Regions from separate parts of the Ovis aries genome. Here region 2 is linked to region 1. A link is a contact called in public Hi-C data. All regions are on one chromosome and are shown on one strand. The core of a region is the stretch at or near the end of the contact, and the rest is flanking DNA. Distances in the headings are between cores, read along the strand shown. Region 1 has its middle 99 kb from the start of TRNAC-ACA. Region 2 holds the start of LPAR1 (lysophosphatidic acid receptor 1).

Region 1 (2,886 bases), core at 262-2,761:
TTGCAGCGAGTGGCGGTCCCTCTCTAGCTGAGTTGTGCAGCCTTCTCATCGAGGTGGCTTCTGTTGGTGCAGAGCACGGGGCCTGGGGCTTAGTTGCCCCACGTTACGTGGGAGCTTCCCGGACCAGGGATCGAACTCAAGTCTCCTGCGTTGGCAGGTAGATTCTTTACCACTGAGTCACCAGAGAAGCTCAGAAGGCAGTCTTAGACACTGAACTGCCAGGTAAGTCCCCTAGAAGCTCTACGTCTGTTGATTGATTCGCTTCTTTGATCCAAAGTCGTTCACAAGACTTGATTAAAATACTCTGGAGTGCAGCATGTATTATTAATAGCTCAAATGTATTCCAGGTTTTGGACAGGAACTATGCTTTTCCTTTGACATGATAGTGCATGAGATGTGTCTCCCCATCTGTAGTATTTTCTCTTCCCTTGTGAGATCTTTGCAGGCTGATGTGGGGACACACAATGACGCGGCAGTTTGGACTCTGTTCCTACTGCGTCATTGCTGGCTTCAAGAGGCTGCAAAAGGGAACCCGCTAGATTCCACTGAATACTTTGCCAACTTGTCCACTTCATAGCAATGTATCATTTCACCCTTACAAAGCCATTATGATAAAAAAAATTATCTTCATCAATTAGAGACTCATAGAATCAACCAAGTTGCCCAAGAGAGCCCTGGGATGAACAACTCGCTGGGCTGGGATGCAATTCCAGGTCTATCTGGTGCCTCAGAGGAGGGCAGACATCAGGTGACTAGGAGTCACACAAAACTAGCTGTGTATGGTAACTGCATCAACAAATGCATGTTTTTAATAAATGCTTTTTAGTGGAAATTAATAAGAGCACATCATTCCTAAAATATTTCTAAACTGATATAACTGTATTGTTGATAGAAAAAAAAAACAGACTTAGAGCTGATTCTATTAATACAAAATATTTTTTGAAATTAAGAATCTTCTGAGATTGGTGTGAATAAAATGTTGGAAGCAATTTAAATGGTCACATAACTACCCCAGTTCTGCCAGTGAGAAAACTCAAATCATCCCGACCAAATTTTTTTAAATTGTGCAATGTATATCCTGATACTGCTCAAATATTTGTGGCTTATTTTATCTCAGATCTGCACAGTGAGTTCTCTGTTGAATGGATTTGGGCTTTTAGTTTTACTTCTCAGTATCTGGTTTAAGAGGACTCAGTATTACAGCAGGCACCAAACTTGAAAGAAATAACATGAAGAACTTAGAACAGGAATTCTTTGTCAGTCCCCAAAGAGATGCTGTTCCAGCAAGACTCAGGTCAGAGGGCTGGGCACTGCAGGGGCAGATCACATGGCTGATCTGGAGTGAATTTGTTTTGTGAAGAAACAGATGATTTCTAGCTCTGTTGTTCCTGTAACTTTTTAGCAACAGTTAAGCCCATTCCAAAATGACAAGCAAAAGAAAAGAGCCTTCTGAATAAAATGCAGATGAATGGACTTTTCCCCTGCCTCCTTGGGAATATTATGAGCATCTCATAAAGGGGGTCATATCCTGTTTCTTTCTCTGGTTGCTACAACTGTGTTTTGTATATTGGCTGTATCAGTAATGTGAATTTATAACCAAAAAATGCCAAAAGAAAAAAAAATCAGTACTCCTTCACAAATATGCATTTTTCTTCCCTATTTTTCAACAAGCACTGTTTTAAGTCATTTTTTCTTTCTGCACTGGAAACAAATCTCCATGTCTTTTTCAAATCCTACTGCTAGCTCAGAAGGTGAAATACTGACATCAATGAAAGTAGTTGCAAGTTCAGCATTAATAGGAACCAGGCAAACAGCACTGGGATATTTATAACTCAACAGTGTCCTCTAGTGTGCCTCTAAAGAATTTCATGAGTCCAAGATTCAAAATGAATCTGATTGGGAAAAGGTCAATTAAAAGACGCTAAGTTGTGTCCAACTCTTTAGTGACCCCATGGACTGTAGCCCGCCAGGCTCCTCTGTCCATCAGATTTCCCAGGCAAGAATACAGGAGTGGGTTGCCATTTCTTTCTCCAGGAGATCTTCCCAACCCAGGGATCAAAACCTCGTCTCCTGCACTGAAAGCAGATTCTTTACCCATGAGACATCTGGGCATCCCCAAAAGACACTAATAAATGTATTCTTTTAAACAATAAAGGAATTTGTCTTGGGCATACATTTTTTCCCAGCTTTGTCAGTTTTTACTTTTGCAACTTATTTATTTTACTCAGCTTTGTTAGTTTCTCACAAGAGTTCATATTATCAATGTTCTTGCCCACCTACTATCATCGGTAATCTCTGACCACCGGTGCTCTTCATACATCTATGAAATTATTGGTACCTTCCACCAATGTCCCTGAAGTTGGAAATTAGTTTTCTCTGCTTAAATGATCATATAGCTCTTTCCAAAAGTTTCTGATATCTGTGGCTTTACAACATTCTGGAGTCATGAAGAGAAGTAATGCTATGATAACTGAGAAAACAGATATTCAGCTGAGCCAAAGGCACCTAAGAACTCTAGAAAGTCATGTTCAAAAGAATTCCTCTTGCTGGACCCAAGTGTCATCCCAAGATGGAGCATACATCAGGCATTTCTACTCTCAGAACTTCATTCTCTCTTTGTCTCACCAAGAACTTCTATAGAGTTCTTATCTCCTCTTGGTTCAAATTCTACGGCCATCAACACTCCCTTTACAATTTTGAAGAAATCTTCCAAAGCTGGTACTCTATCTCAATGTCCTCAAAAATGTTATGCAAATAAAGCTTCATCATGTCCACTATCTGGAAAAACACTAATGGAACCTAAATTATTTGAGAAATCTAGGCCTGATAGAATAAGGAAAGCTCTCATAGTTACAGAGTTGTATAACAATATCACAGAGCTACAAT
Region 2 (2,702 bases), core at 72-2,571, 240 kb before region 1:
GTGCGGGAGCCCGGCGCTGCGGGGCGCGAGGACCCCCGGCGGCCCAAGGCCACCCGGACACGGCTTGGGGAGGTCGTAGAGCGCCCCCCGCCTGCCTTCTTGTGCCCCCACCCAGTCCCAGGTAAGCGGGGACCACCTACGTGTCACTTGGGCGGGTCCCGATCGCAGGCACAGCGCACAGCGTGGGCCCCGGAGCGCGCTGGGGACCGGAGGGCGGGGACCCCGGGCGGCTGCCGCAACTGCTCTCCCGGGGCTCGGTCAACTGGTTGGGGAGGCCGGCAGCGCCTCGCTCCTACAGGCTGGCCCGCGGGCATAGACACGCACCCACACCCGGCACAGGCGCGCGCGTATACACACACACACAAACACACGCACAAACACACGCACCCACAGCCACAAAGCGCGTCTGCTGCCGGGAAGCGCGATCCCGGGGCGCCCTTTGGCCGCGGAAGGGACCCGGCGGCCGCAGGCTCTGCGCTCAGAGGGTACCGTCTGCCCGCGCCGCGCCCGCGCCTTTACCTGCGCCCGCCGCCGCCTCGCGTCCGGCTCCCGCCGCCCCCAGGCTGGCCTCAGGCTGCGCGGTCAATCCCCGCAGCCCCCGCCCCGCGGCCCGCCGAGCCCGGCCCTCCGCCCGCCCCTCGGCCGTCGCCCGGAGCGGGGCCGCCCCCTGCGCCCACCCCGCCGGGGTCCCGAGCGCGGCCGGGAGGCCGGGAAGGGCTCAGCAGCGGGGGGGGGGACCCTGGCCGCCCGACACCCGGGCGGGCTCCGCAGGGGGACAGGGGCGTCGCGGCTCGGGGAGCGTCTGCCGCCGCTCCGCCCGGAGTGCTCCGGCTTTGGCGCGCTGGCAGGGGCGGCGGGGGAGGGGGCGCCGAGGGAGGGCCACGGGAGCCGCGCCGACGCCGGCCGCCTTCTTCCTCCGCCTCCTTCTTTTCTGCTGGCTCCACGTAGCACAAGTCAGCAAGTCCTGCACCTCCCGACTCCCTCCCCCTGGCTCATTCCCTTACCTGGCGCGACGCCCCCCGAGCCCCGACCCTCGGCGCTCCTCCTCCCCCATTTAGTTGGACTTCCAGCCCCGTCTGCAGGGCGGGGGCGGAAGGTAGCTCAAGCCTCCCATTCATCATCTTCCCAGCGCCCCCCACCCGGAGAGAACCCACCCGCGGCCCGAGACCCTCTGGCCTCCAACTCCAGCTCCCCACCCCGCACCCGCTCCCGCGCTCACCTCTGAGACCGGCAGCTTGCGGGACTCGGGTGGCCACCCCCACACGTTGCATTTTCATTTTGTCGCTCTTTTCTTCCCACTTGAAAAGCTCTGGAAGACATCGCCGGGCCCGCGGAAACCCTAACGTCTGGCCTCTCGCGTAGTTCGTGTCCAAACTTTCCAGCAGGCACAGCTCTCCCAGCGCAGCTTTTAACTCGAGGCTGCGAAGAACGCGGAGTCAACTTTGCTGCCCGAAAGGTGCACACGTTTCTATTTCTGAGTTTGCGACTGACTGGGTCTGCAGACTAAAGCAAGTGTGACTGTGCGCCCCTAGTTCTCCATGTCCATGATTATACATTTCTCTTCCGCTTTCCCAGTTTGCACTTGCACTTCGCCAAGAAGTGCAAACTATCAATTTTAGAAGAGTAATTAAGGGCGGGGAATACACACCTGAAGGTGTGGGCGGGAGCGGTGCGGGACTAAGGCCTGGAGATCCTTCTCCGGAAAGAGGCAGCCGGAGAGACTCGCCCAGGTTCTGAACACCTCCCAGTCCACGGAGGGGGCGGCCACAGGGAGGACGCGAGGGCTCTCCTGCCGCGCCACCTACCACCTACCACCCCTGGCTTTTAGGAGCGTTGGCAGTCTGCCTCTGGCTTCACTGCTAAAGGCGCTGCACAACAAAAGTAGCTGCTTACAAGTAAACACTGCACTCTGGCCTGAAATGGCACGTGGGGGCCACGCCAGCGGTATGGTAGGAACTTTGGCAGGACTGATCCAACTACCTGTAAGAAAGAAAGGCAGAACCGCGAGGGAGGGCTGCGTTGATGCCGGTCACTCGGTAACCTAAGGCTTTGCAGAAGAGAGAGGTCACTGGGAACCGCAGCGAGTGGGGAGGGGAAGATTTCTTGGTATACTTTCGAAGAGAACGTGACCATCTCCCGCAAGCGACTGCTGAGAACCTTGGGTGAGTTGGTCTCGTGGTTTTCACAGGATGCTCAAGGCTAAAAACCTGACTGCTCGTCAGTTACTATCTGAGGCTGTTTCCTTTTTCAAACAATGTATCAAATCCCCTTTGTTAAAAAATCAGCTTAAATGACTGCCTTCTCCCCTTTCCTGCTGCTGCTGCTAAGTCGCTTCACTCGTCCCCAATTCTGTGCGACCCCATAGATGGCAGCCCACCAGGCTCCCCCATCCCTGGGATTCTCCAGGCAAGAACACTGGAGTGGGTTGCCATTTCCTTCTCCATCTCCCCTTTCCTACCAATTTATAATTTCTTTTATAATAGATAATGTGAAAAATTAGAGATTTTAATACATGCACAGTGCTAGTATGTTCATTTACAGCATGCAGAAAGTATATAAAAACATCACACTGTGAACAATGAGAGCTGATGTTAAACTCTAATGCACCAGGACGAATAGGAAAATATCCACTATATAATCTAAGTATAATACAAAGTATATATTGGTAAGAAAAGAAAGAATATACTTGAAAAGGACTTTTG

What was found. Hi-C and Micro-C count contacts between places; a contact is called where the count stands out from the background.
Region 2: a contact with region 1 is called in a Hi-C map of tail adipose tissue, with 9 times the contacts expected there. The contact joins the promoter of LPAR1 here to the enhancer-like site in region 1. A contact is called at or near these places in 4 of 16 Hi-C or Micro-C datasets (hypothalamus, skin fibroblasts and tail adipose tissue).

What each region holds. Positions count from the first base shown.
Region 1 is chr2:12,147,781-12,150,666 of ARS-UI_Ramb_v3.0, reverse strand. No RefSeq gene overlaps it. Among named protein-coding and RNA genes, the nearest start is that of TRNAC-ACA, 99 kb to the left of the region's middle. Within about 2 kb of position 1,511, at least 2 of the 54 cell types and tissues checked have an H3K27ac peak or open chromatin away from gene starts, as enhancers often do. A contact at or near this core is called in tail adipose tissue, where this site is marked.
Region 2 is chr2:12,383,372-12,386,073 of ARS-UI_Ramb_v3.0, reverse strand. It overlaps LPAR1 (lysophosphatidic acid receptor 1), which reads right to left and starts at 1,321. Exons shown (of 5, transcript NM_001009332.1): 1 at 1,220-1,321. LOC114112928 (a long non-coding RNA gene) reads left to right here. Exons shown (of 3, transcript XR_009599117.1): 1 at 1-121; 2 at 1,308-1,456.